Linked DNA regions of Zea mays: regions 1 and 3 are each linked to region 2. The links are chromatin contacts, called in public Hi-C maps. All regions are on one chromosome and are shown on one strand. The core of a region is the stretch at or near the end of the contact, and the rest is flanking DNA. Distances in the headings are between cores, read along the strand shown.

Evidence for each region. A called contact is a pair of places that touch in the nucleus more often than the background predicts.
Region 1: a contact with region 2 is called in a Hi-C map of leaf, with 3 times the contacts expected there. The contact joins the enhancer-like site here to the promoter of LOC100279221 in region 2. A contact is called at or near these places in 2 of 25 Hi-C or Micro-C datasets (ear and leaf).
Region 3: a contact with region 2 is called in a Hi-C map of leaf, with 6 times the contacts expected there. The contact joins the promoter of LOC100281714 here to the promoter of LOC100279221 in region 2. A contact is called at or near these places in 3 of 25 Hi-C or Micro-C datasets (all in leaf).

The regions. Positions count from the first base shown.
Region 1 is chr4:228,688,620-228,693,269 of Zm-B73-REFERENCE-NAM-5.0, forward strand. No RefSeq gene overlaps it. Among protein-coding and RNA genes, the nearest start is that of LOC100281714, 73 kb to the right of the region's middle. Within about 2 kb of position 2,597, at least 8 of the 20 cell types and tissues checked have an H3K27ac peak or open chromatin away from gene starts, as enhancers often do. A contact at or near this core is called in ear and leaf, where this site is marked.
Region 2 is chr4:228,532,536-228,536,749 of Zm-B73-REFERENCE-NAM-5.0, forward strand. It overlaps LOC100279221 (Protein phosphatase 2C and cyclic nucleotide-binding/kinase domain-containing protein), which reads right to left and starts at 1,572. Exons shown (of 15, transcript NM_001320440.1): 1 at 1,379-1,572; 2 at 1-723. The coding sequence starts at 481.
Region 3 is chr4:228,761,006-228,765,308 of Zm-B73-REFERENCE-NAM-5.0, forward strand. It overlaps LOC100281714, which reads right to left and starts at 2,939. Exons shown (of 15, transcript NM_001154634.2): 1 at 2,704-2,939; 2 at 2,561-2,601; 3 at 2,113-2,182; 4 at 1,877-2,025; 5 at 1,370-1,465. The coding sequence starts at 2,779.

The DNA.
Region 1 (4,650 bases), core at 1,347-3,846, 160 kb after region 2:
TTCTCCCCTTCTTAAAATTAGGCTTGCCCTCAAGCCGATACATGACATCAATTCCACCGGGATCCCATTGCAAGTGCAAGATACTTCGCTGATTCTTAATCTTGAACCCCAGAAAAGAAGCGGCTAGTTGGAAAATCTCATCACATCTCTCTTGGTCATGACAGATTATAGCAGCAGCATCTCTGAATATATCAACCTCTGTAATAGCAGCATCCTTGGTTGTTTGCCTCTGCGCGTTATTGAAGTAGGCAGGGACAAAGACAATGGCATCATTGATCTTCTTGCCAAGGTATGCCTCAGCAGTATCCTTCATCTTGCCAAAAATCATGGCACTGATCTCCTCAAGGCTGAAGACCTTGTCACCAAAACCAACAAACTTACTTGCATATAGATTTCCAGGCATCATAGGTTGTTGTACTCTTCCAACATACAGTTCCTTATCATTGAATATCTTCCCATTCAACTCTTGAACAGCCTGAGCAGCAGCATCTGCATTTTCAAAAATGACGAATCCAAAACACCTAGAATTTCCAACATTATCCCGCATAACAACATCACTTGTTATGGTTCCATATTTTTCAAACATCTCCTTCAACTCATCATCAGTAACAGTATCGGACAGATTCTTCACATACACATTACTGAATTTGATACTGTTCCAGGCATTTTTCCAGTCCTGCATACAAACAAAAAATCCAATATACACTTTCTTGTCATTGAGAAGCATACCATAGAGTTTATCAATGGCCGACTAAGCAGATTCATCCATCTCAAACTGAACAAAACCATAGTCCCTTGATTCTCCTGAAGAGTCTAAATCCAAGCAGCTCGACCTGACAATGATGTGATCTTGATCCAAGTCAGCAAGAATCTTGTTTAGTTGGCGATGGCAATTGTCTGCGACGCTATCCTGCTTCATCTGCTCTTCATTCAGACTTGTGCCTTGAAGTGTTTCCCTATGAAGGGCAGCCACAACACCTTGAATTAAAATCTTGAGCACAAGAGCATTACCAGGGACACCAACAGAAACAAGCAGCTCTCCATCCGGCTGAGCCATTTTCAATATGGCTGAAGGAGCGATCGTGATAGGCATGGAAATGTTGAAGTACAGCGCTAGCATGAAAGCGACGTACATCTGGTGCCCGTAGTCCTGCACCTCCATGGTGCATGCCAACTCCAGGCAGATGCCACGCAGGCACAACTCGTCGTCGTCCTTGTCAAGGTCGTCGTCGTCGTTGGGTTTGGTTGTCAAGGTGCCTGTGATGTTCTTCTTCCTCTCCTTGTTAGCTTCCATAAGAGCTGCCTCCAGGAGCGCCTTGGCCTCTAGGCTATTGTAACTCAGCAGCAGCTCAGGCACACGGTACGAGAGAGTGACGACGCGGCTGGTGAGCGGGTGCTGGCGCCCGGCGCCGTAGTAGTCGGGGAGGCCGAGCTCGAGATCGTCGGGGGTCTTGCGAGCCGCTGCACTGACGCTAGGAGGGGCCTGGCGCTGTGGGTGTGCGCCGTCAACGATTTCGGGCATAGGTGTCGGAGTTGGAACGAGCGTCGAACACCTTGTGGGCATGGTGCTGGTGATGTTGCTGGAGCAGAGCATCAGCAGCTTATCGGCGTAGTGGCCGTTGAGCGCCTGGTCGGGTGTGGTGCAGGAGGCGGAGGCGTAGAGGTGGTCGGCGTAGGAGGCGCATCGCGCCTTGCCCACTGTGTGCGCGTCGGGCAGCACGTCGAGGATGGTGGTGGCATCCAACTCGATCTCATCGTAGCCATCGAGTTCGGCGGTCACGAATCTCGTGGGGCCCTCTGGCGAATCGAGGTCCTCGCCACCGAAGAATCCGCCCCAGTTATCGGCGATGACGAATGGCGCCGCGCAGTACTGCTCGTCGTCGTCGAAGCACCCACCCCAGTTGTCAGTGATGACAGCGTCGAACAACACGTCGGAATCGGTGGAGGTGATGATCGCATTGACGGAGTCGTCCGCGGCTCCGGAGTTTGCGCGTGCTAGCACGACCGATGATGGGTCATCCTGCAGCTCCATCACCGGCGGAGGCGAGAAGCGCCGGTCCCAGCGAGTCTCCCACTCGTCGAACCTCCGGTTGAACTCATCGAGGATGAGCTTGACGTCGAGAGTCATGGTGTTGACAAATTTGAAGCTGAGGATCGAACACCTCTGATACCAATTGTTAGCCTCTTCTACTAGATTAACTGAAGAACAAATATAGAATTCAGAGTTGGTGTTCTGAATAATTCTTTCATAAACCTCCTCGTCACCTTCATTGCGCCCTTATAATATTTTCCTTTAGCTACCTGGGCTGGCATGGGCTGTTTGGGCCGACAGTCCCTAACATCCAGTCGGGCTCCATGGGAGCTGCGCGGACCTGGCAAAATCCGAGCAGGGAGGGAGCGCCGTGGGGAAGAGCCGTTCGGCTGGGGAGAAGAAGGAGCTGGGCTAGCGTGCAGCGGCCATGGGAGATGGCGTGGAGACGGAGCTCCGGCCAAGGAAAAACAGGGGCGCGTGGCGATGGGAGATGAAGACCTGGGCGACGGCAGCAGATTTTTCTCTGCGGCGGCTGGAGATAACCACGGCTGGGCGGTGGGATTTCTCCTCCAGTCTTGAGCGGCGCAGGGATAGGCTTGAGGGAGAGCGGAGAAAAATCTCCAGCCGGCAGGGGATAGGGAGAGATAATTGGATTTTTGCCACTCACAACGTTGTCTTCTTGTTATAATTACCACTGTGTCTATGAATTGTGGGTCCAGCTGGGTTTATGAAATGTGGGTCTGATGGCAATTTTACAAACCTGTTTGTTGCTGATAGCAAATATCAAAATCTCTCGGATAGGGACGGCTGGAAAAAATCAGAAAAGAGAGAGAATAGCGGGAGAGAGAGAGGATATTTTCATTTTCATTTTTGTTATTTTCTCTCTCGCGCAAAAACGCCTGCCAAAGTATCAAGGTTCCAAAATTAAGATTTTGAAGAGCCAAATTAGATCAGGCTACAATATTTAGACAATATTTAAGACAACACTGGTTTAGTCGAAATCGGATAAAAATTCATCCGTTATCTAAACACAGTTGATTTTATTATCTTACAGAGTGTGCTGAAGTATAAATGGATCCATAACCTCGCACACGATTTTTCTCGGACAATGCGTGATTTCTCGGTTCACGAGAGGGAACAGAATTATTCGCATCGAAAACCATAGTCGTCGGGTTCTGATTAATTTGTTCGGGATAAAATCATCCGAGTGGGTCAGGCTTTCGAATTCGTATTCGCGCGAGCGATGAATTTTAAATAATCACCGGATGCACCGATTTTCAGAACAACTATGTTCCGAACATCACAAAAATTTAGGAAGAGCCCGGATAAATAAAAACGATGGTCGAACTCGCGACAAACAAAACAGATTAAGACAGAGAGACTGTTATTTAGTTCCGTCTAAGTTTTACGATCCTCACCAGTGATCGATCATTTGATCTGATGCCAACGATCACATGCTGAGGGGAACGATTCACTTAATCAGCTCGCACAGCGTTCTGTTCGGACAACGCGGGCTCCAAATTGTTCATAAAATCAGAAGTCTTCTAGTTTTCTTATTCACTTACGCGCGTGATCCAAACAGTTCAAAATTCGCCAGCAACCGAAGATTCAATAATCCAAAAGCTTCATGACCCCTTTTTAATTGCGTAGATTATCGAAATAAGTATGACACCAAATTCAAACTTTTGCGGGATGATTAAAATTTAGTGTCCACTTTATTTACTGACATCCCACGCTTAAATCCATAATCGCTGTTTAACGGAAGATAACACCTGAGGTGTTACATTAGTCATGTTTTTGAGGACATTCGAAAGAGGAAGGCCCCCAACATTTATGAATTAGTATCAATGATGTTAAATTGTATTATATTTTATAACCTCTACTCGTATGAAGTATCAGTTTCGACGGTCGTTCGGCGTTGTCGCTCTTATAAAAACACTTACATTTCTTCGAATTTAACCCACATTTCTATCATCACGCTTCATGTGCAAATGCGCATAAATCTATTTTTCCTCCCCACGTCTTGCCTAACAACCTAATAACAAAAATCTTATCTCTTAGATGTGCAACCAACCATGCAACCACCACGAGCGCGCGTACGAAGCGGGTAGATTTGTTTTCTCTCATGTCTATTTTTCTCCCCCATGTCTTGTCTAACAACCACTGTCGTGACTCTCCGCGCGTCGTGTATCATGCACGAAAGTGTGTAGATCTATTTTTCTCTCACCACGTCTTGCCTACCAACCAAATAAGCCTTATCCCTTAGATGTGCAACCATGCAACCACCGCAACCGTGCGAAGCGCATAGTTCTATCCCCCATGTCTCGCCTAACAACCATATAAGATAAGTCTTATTCCTTGCATGTGCAACCAACCAACCACCATGAGCTCGAGCGAAGCACGTATATCTATTTTCTCCCCTATGTCTCGTCTAACAAACAGATAAGATAAGTCTTACCTCTTACATGCGCAACCAACCATGCAACCACCACGAGTGCTTATATTAAGGGTGTGTTTGGTTTGACTTTTGGCTTTGGCTTTTGCCTCCTTAAAAGCCAAAAGCCAACCAAAGGACTGGATCCAGGAAGCAGCTTTTTCTAAAAGCCGACTTTCTCGTA
Region 2 (4,214 bases), core at 322-2,821:
GCTTCACAAATTGCGAGCATTGAGCTCCATATTCCCCATGGCCATCAAACACACCGAATAAGTGGTCATCAGGACTAGGTCCAAATGGGGTATGTACGCAGTAGCTATCTTGATTTGCCTTGTCCAGTGATTCTGGGTAGTAACCTCTTTGAGACAGGAAGGAGTATCTCAGGTCATAGTTACCCAAAGGGACCTGAACCTTGCGTGAAGCATCGGGAGGAAGAAACTGTGACGACACCCTTGACAGTCGGCTGATGCCAGCAGTTGATTCCCTTGTAGCATTCATATGGTTAAAAGCATCGTCATCTTCCCCGAGATCATCACCAGAAGAATCATCTGAACCACTAGAATCTACCCTCCCTCTCCCCCGACTTGACTTTCCCCTGGATTCCCTCGGGGAGTCAGGTGCCTGCCCCAGGCACCCATTTGAGCACAAAGAGCACTTCAATTGTGAACAACACTTGGAAGCTGAACAGCCCATGAAGGAGATGTAAAAGCAGCTTTTGGTCAGACCACAATGTCACGAGGCAACATGAGCCATAAAAAATCCTCCGCGGTACAATGAATCGTCCAACGGCTTAAACCAAGAGCCCCGAATTGAGGATGAACTCAGAATTTAAAGAATCTGAGGAACTTGAGCAGCCATTCACAGCACCGGCAGTATCTTTGATAGTTTAACCATCAAAATGGATGGAGTTGACTGGAATCCGTCTAATGCCAAACCTAAAATAAAACAAAATGCCTAGCTAGTCAACAATGACAGTGCAAAGTCCGTCAGAAATAAAATTAACATACATATGCCGGGGGGGGGGGGGGGGGGGGGGGGGGCAATTATTGAGACGGGAAAGTGTAGAGCATATGAAACGTACTTAGCCGACGTCTTAATAAGCACAATTCGCGAAGTTCTGAACTATATGAACTCCAAGAAAATGGTGTACCCAGTCATGACATGAAAGCTACGCAAAAGCAAAAGGATGATCATTGCTACACCTACTGACCTACAACCGTGGGGGGAAGGGATAAACTACACATACAACAGGGAAAAAACTTTTTTTTTTTTGCTTATAATTCTACCAAGATTTGGACAAACGAAAAAGGCCACTGTAGGCACTACGGAGTTCCCTGAGGAAAAAGATTACAGTCGCCGTTGTGTAAGATCTTCGCACAGCTGCGTGTACAAACCAGAAATGTCGAACAAACACTACCAAAACAGGAGCAGGAGGTAAATGTTCAACGGCATGAAAAACCCAAAAAAAACGACATGGAACATCCTAATTTCTGTAGTCCTGACAGTTCTGTACTTTCAAGAATCGCATAATAAAATACGAATAAGAATGAGAAAAAATAGGAGAGAGTGTCAGCCATATATGTAACTTACGGCAGCAGAGATTGACGAAGGAGTAGCAGAGCACCAGCAGCAGCATATGCGGCTGCCAGCGGCGGCAGCCTGGGGAGAAGAATGGATGGAAATGGAGGAAGGAGTGGGGAAGTTTATGAGGTGGGTAGAGCAGGCAAGCAGGGGGCGGAGAGAGAGAATGGGAGGTGAAGAGAGAGGAGGTGGGTGGTGGCAGCAGAGTAGCCGCAAGTTTAGGCTACAAGGTGAGGGCAAGTCGGAATCGGTGATGAGCATTAATACAGCTACAGAGGAAAGCGAGCGAAGCAAAGACGCAAACGTCATGACACTACTGATGCCAATTGCCAATCCCACGCCACTGCTCTCTTGTCCTGTGATCGGACCTGTTTTTTTTCTCGTGAACGTTGATCCTTAGCATTTTGGGTCCATTTGGTTCAGAGAATCTGAATTCTTGGAAAATTTGTCTCCGGGGAGAATTTGAATATCGTGGGCACTTATGTGCAAGAGAAGATGAGGGGTTTATAGGGTTTAAGATCTAGGAGGTGACGTATTTCTCTCATCATGATTTGGACGATTTTCGCCAAAGTCACGAAGGTCGACTGAGAACCGAAACATTTAGCTGCTAAAATCTGATTCTGACGGCCAGGATTCGATTTTAAGCAAAAACAAGCACCCTCTTTATCTTGCATGCTGCAGGTCCATCCATAGGCCATACATGTTAAGGTTTTGAGGAGCATGACAATTAATCATTGAGGTCCTTCTCTTTTGATAACTCTAAAAAATCCATATTGATCACCTATAAAGATTCCTAAAAAGAACCCTAATTAAAGTAATATGGTCCATTCACCTTTTGATCTACTTAAAAATAACATAAGTAAGCCATATGGAGAAGGTTAAGACAAATAAAAGTGTTTTGTGGAAGGACATAGAAACATTATTCACACGAGTTCACAAGGATACCTTCGAATGCTTGGAGGTGATACAAGAATGTCTTGGACTCAAGAGGATGCAGAGCAATTCAACAATACTCCAGTCGATTGCCGGAGTGTAGCCCCATATGGGCACTATACTGCTAGTTATAGGGACAGCGCGACATACAACTTTATATAAAATTATATTTATATCCCTAAATCCTATACATATGATCTACAAAGACTGATGAGGTGTTGTCTTTTCCTCATGGAAATGTGTTGCGCACGCCGCTTGAGCTGCCCTTTGTCCTCTGGGATGTGTGCTTCGGCTTTCGAGCTTCATCACGCTTCGTCCAAGTTATGACGCCGAGGCTGCCACCTTATACTTGTACCCTATGGATGCTTTTAGGATGAAGGTCAATTTATTACTCCTGAAACAAACTGAAAGATGGATACGATTTTATTATTTTAAAGGCCTTTAGCACAAGCAGACCCCCAACAGTAGCCCCTCGCGGTATTAGTTCGTTTTCTATAATGTGCTAAGACCGCAGAATACATGAAGGGAGACCTTATGTCGAAGGTACCAAAAACACCTTCCCAAAACACATTATTGAAAAAGTACCCTCCGGAATATGCTTTCCCAGTCAAGAGGTGGAGGACGATCTGGGCGGTCCACTTGCAGCGAGTGACCATTGTATGGCTCCTTGGATCCTATGCCTTTTACCTATATAGCAGGGCATGTTCTTGGTAGATAAAAGTGGCTTTTGGTGCTCTTGTCATCTTGCTGTCCACATTTTCTTTGACTTCAAAGCTCATCAACTCTTTTTCCTTTTTGAGATCTTCGTGCTTTCGCCAATGGCGGAGAGTAAGGTGATCTTCGAACTAGGCGCCTTGGCATCCTCGGATGTCGCCGAGAAGAAGGAAGAAATAAACATCGTTCTAATAGGTGTTGTAGACTTGGTAACTCGGGCTACTGAAGGAAATATTGAAGATGTGTTGGGAAGAGAGTGACGGAGAGCTCAAATTTGAGGAGGATGATAGCGACATTCACCCGATGAAGCCGAGTCATGCAAACTTTGGGAAATCTGCATTAAAGATAGGGTATGTTGAAGTGATGAAGATGCTAAATTACATTGAAGATACTGACATAATTAGACTTAGCCAAGAGGATATTGTGCCTCTACCACAAAAGAATGAAGTTGTAGTCTTTTGAAGATTTTTCAAGGCTAGTTTCGGTTTCCATTACACAAGATGGTGGTCGAAGTATTGAAGAAGTACGAGATATACCTTCATCAATTGACCCCTAGCGCCATAATGAGACTAGGGGTGTTTATTTGGGCGGTTCGAAGCTAGGGTGCTGAACCGAATGCGGAATGCTTCTGTCGATTGCATGAATTGCACTATTATACTAAAGTTATAGGAAAAGAGAGACTTCATAACAATTTCGATTACTACAACTTTTAATACCGAAAAGGCGCTCAGTTCCCCGTCTTGGTGTACGGTGTACCGAAGCAAATGGTCGAACTCCTGGACAAAAGAATGGTTTTATGTGAAAAATGACCTAGAGAAGAGGGAGTATATTCAGGATATTTTCCAAAGGTCAGTGAAGCCATCCTTCAGCATTAAAAAGTCGATGTGCTGCATGAAAGATGAACCACAATCTACCATGGTTGCTTTCAATATCATGTGCAGTTATATAGGAACCAGAGATCTAGTTCAAGAACACTTGGCATAGAATGTTTGGCCATAGAGGTTGAGTGGTCGATGCCGGAGCCGAAGGGCGACGGTGATATGAAGTATGCGGTAAAGGGTTTGAAAGTAGCCTAGAGGGGGGTGAATAGGCTAATCTGAAAATTTTCAACACAAACTTCGAAAGATTGTTAAATTCACAGTTCAACTAGGCAGGCCGGTTCAACTGCTACGTGGGCAAGTTGAACCACTCTGAACCA
Region 3 (4,303 bases), core at 1,689-4,188, 230 kb after region 2:
GCGGGTGCAAGCGGCTCCCGCACTGAGTCGGGTCTGTAGTCTGTCATTTTGACCAAAGATGAAGTTTGGTTAAGTCCTCTAAATGAGTCCATTCACCTCATTCACATAGGTCCTTTCCTCGGTAGTCTGACTATTTCGATATAGCATCTCTATCTTTCGGTACATCCCAGGCAAGCCTTAACTAAACAGTTTTGTGCGCACGTGTCCATTTTAGAGTAGTTCGTGTGTTGGGTAAGGTTTCCATTCGAGACCATGAAAATGAGATATTTTATTAGATAGAGCCGATGAATCAAAAGAAAAGCAAGCCTCTTCAGCTTGAGTTGGGTTAAAAGCGGTTAGCAGTGACCATTGAATCAGTTTCTTTAACTTGAGTTGGGTTAAAAGTTCGGATGGTATTTGCACCATCGCCATCTTCAAATAGAGTGTTTTCTATAATAGCCCCAAGGATAGCACATAGCAGAGCTACGCCAAATACACCGGCAACTCCCATCATATGAATGGGTTCAACGTCCAATTATGAAACCCTTGGAAGACAAGGATGAACTGAAATATAGGTGCTGCGCCAAAACTCGGCGCAAAGAACCAACCAGATTGTTCCAGTGGATAAATAAGGAATACGGAAACAATTGCATTATAAGAGCAACTCTAATAGTTCTCTAAACAACTCCCTAAACCTTAAATTTAAGAAGTGAACAGAAAAATGCTTCACCAATAATTCTCCAAATAGATTTGCTAAATTTCATTACTTGCTATCCAACCCCATTTACTCCCCAAGTTTGGCAACTCGATAATCACTCCCTAAACACAGTTGGCGTCAATTTCTTCACATCCGCATGTTCATTTTTTTTCTCTTCTCCGCGCAGCGGGGTAGACAAGTCTATCGCGCTTTTTTTCCCCTTTCCTGCGCAGTGAGACAGCCAGATCCAACGTGTGTGACACAAGCTTTTTATCCGCCATCGGACCACCGCCGCCCCATTGGTCGCGCCTCCAGACCGCCGCTCCACCACAGGTCACGCCAACCAGCCTTCTCCTCCGCCCTCCGATTGATAGGATTTGATGTTAGCCGTCGATAATGGATCCTCAACCCTAGGTGATGGTCACCCACCATTCGTAATTTTTGTTAAGCCATTTCAGGGTGGGTGATGATGACGAATAGCAAGCCACATCCACTAACAAGCATTTATTTGTCCATGTCAGCATACCACACATCAACTAAAAATTCCTTTATAATAGTTTATACCTTCATGCAAGTAAATATTAGTCGTCTAATTTCATTCCAAATTATTTGTGGTCCCCGCAGCAATGCACGGGTATGCTTCCAGTTGTATAACAATCTGCAAGCTAAAACAGAAAGCGCCCACATACAAACCTGGTTAGCTTTTCGACCAAGGCCCATGAGGAAGTTATCAGGCTTGATGTCTCTGTGCAGATAGCCTTTAGAATGCATAAATTCTATTCTTGTTATCTGTAATAGTAAATGAAAACCAGTTTCAACCAACTACAGCATGGGTAAAAAAGAGGTGATTTTTTAAGGTTAAATAAGGAACAGAAAGGCAGGACTATTTTGCTGTTCTGCTCATGTGCCATCTCAATGTAGCTACTGTGTAAATCACTTGAGATTGTGTGTTCCACTGTCAGCTATTTGTGTGTGATCCACTTAAATTTGAGTGTAATTCACTTGAATTTGAGTGTTCCTTACATATGGCATAATCCAGTCGATCACAAACAAGTGCTAATGGCATATGTAGCAATCGTGGGATGCACTGTAAGAGTGCTACACAAGCATCACTGAGAAATAAACATAAGTGATTGGCACCTTTCACAAATTCATCACAATAGTAAATAAAACCTAGGGAGGTTGGAGAAGAATTATTACCATCTGGTCCGCTAGCATCAAGACCGTCTTCAGTGAGAATCTCCGGCCACAATAAACAAACAGATCTTCAAGGCTTGGTCCGAGTAAATCAATAACAAGAATGTTTTCATCGCCGTCAATGCCGCACCATTTTATGTTTGCGATACCAGCTACATGGATTCAAAATAGCAACAATTCAACACAGATAATGGTATAACAATCAGCAAAGTAAGATTTGTATGTACTCAAACGCATACTCCCTCCTTGAAGAGCATTGTACAGTTTGGCCTCATATAGCAACTGTGGATGATTGGTTTTGCTGCTTTCCTGTACATAATAATAAACATAAGTTCCAAAAATAAACATGGCAAATACACATCTACAGCATATATTAATTTGCAATGTGTTGTCATATAATAACTCCATTCATTTGTAACTTCATCAAATGACTACTTATCATGTCCTAACAGATGTCATTTTACAGAGATGGTTTCGTTTTCATTTTTTTTACAAAGAGGTTGCAAGTAACCTAGAGCACAAAAACCTGAGGGGTCCAGGACGCTGAATCAACATTACACAATTTTAAGCTCCACCTCATAACCCTACTGCGCGCCGCAATAAGCATAGCAAGAAGCCGCGAAACCATAGACGAATTCCAACAAAATCAAACAAAAACGAGGGACGGCTGAGGGAACGGGGGCTCACAATCTTGACGGCGACGATCTCGTAGGTGTCGACGTGCGTCGCTGCATAGAGAGGGAGGGGACAACAACAAGCACAGCACCAAAACCTCGTCAGATCCAAACACCAAGCAAAGTGAACAACAGCTGTCGTGATCGAGGTCGAACCGAGGTAGATCTCCCCGAAGGAACCGCTTCCGATCTTGCGACCCAGCTTGTACTTGCTGCCTACGATCCGGTCCATCCCCTCCTCCACCAGCTTTTCCTACGCCTTTCAGCTCTGGCTCTATCGGCGCCGCGACGGCGAGTGGAAGGAAAGCGAGGGGACTAGGGTTTCGACTGCCGACTACTGCGACGAAATGGGTAGCAAAGAAGGAAGAGGAGAGTGGGCAAAGTGGCGGGTTGAAGGCTTCTAGAAGGTCGGAAACGGATTAGATTTTGCAGCGCAAGACGCGACGGTGAGAAAAAAAAAGTAATGTCGGAGACTCAAGCAGCTTTGCTTCCAACAGCAAACTTCAGGCAAATGGATTTAAATAAAATATATATAAGGACAAAGTATTATCTCTACTACTTATTAAGGCTCTAAGGGTAGCCCGCATGGCTGTTGTTCAATCTGGATCGTCCATCCGTGCGCACAAAAGTTCAATACATGTTTACAATATACCACTAACTGATTACAAGAGCTAATTGCTTTCTCTGTAGCAGCCACGTTTATAAGTTGCTGCCGCACTCTTTTGCTAGCCGATATGGTACCATTTATTTGTGCCGCGGTAGAGAACATGAAATTTATTTGGCTGGCTGATATGAGGCCCATCTATCAATTCAATTGTAAACGGCCCATCTAGGAAAAACCCTAGATATGCCCGCGCCCGCAGGCTCTCCGTCGGTCGCGCGGCTCTCGCGCGGCGGCTCCTCACCCGCCGTCGGTCGCTCCTCATCTCGCAGACAGTCGCGCACCTCCTCTCCTCTACCACTGTCGCCCCCTCCTCGCCGCCATTACTGCTCGCCGCGTCCTGACTCCTGTAGTGGAAATCGGGCGGAAGGAGGTGTTCGGAACATCGAGGCTGCGATCCCAGCGAGCAAGCTCGCGTGGCTTGGTGGGCACAGCCTCCTTCTCGCCGCCAGCTCTCACTCTGGGCCGGCCGGGGTGGTGGGGGACATACGTCTTTGGGATGTTCGGGCGAGCGCCACGGTGCCAGTGTGGGAGGTCAGGGAGAAGGAGGATTGCTTTGCTGATGTTGCCGCGTCTGACGCACTGTCAGCGGTGTTCAAGGTGGGTGCAGCATCCAGTGAGGTGTTCATGGCTGACCTGAGGAGGCTTGGTAACGGTGGTGGCGTTGGATTGGAGCCATGGGTGTGCATTGGCGATGGATAGAAGGCGGCTGCAGCCGCATCATCTGGAAGGAAAGAGAGGAATGGTTGTAGAATTGAGTGCTACTGCAGTTGGGTGTTTGTGGCACGAGGCGCGGACGTTGAGGTGTGGAGTCAGGTGGGATTGGCACCAGAAGCCAGTGGAAAGAAGGTGATGAGGAGGAATTGGGTTGGCAGTGAACTATCCACAAAGCCCAAGATTGTGAGCTGGGCATTTGGTGGCAGCAGGATGGCATTGGCCAGAGCTGATCAGCTGCCTGTGGAGATATGGGATAGTGCTACAGCAGCAATTGGCGCAAATCCCTGAGTAGAGGGAGGATATCGCAAAAGCAAGCCGACGCTTGTCAAATGTTCAATTGCTGCTTGTTCCTCTATGCAATGTAAATTTACTTTAGCG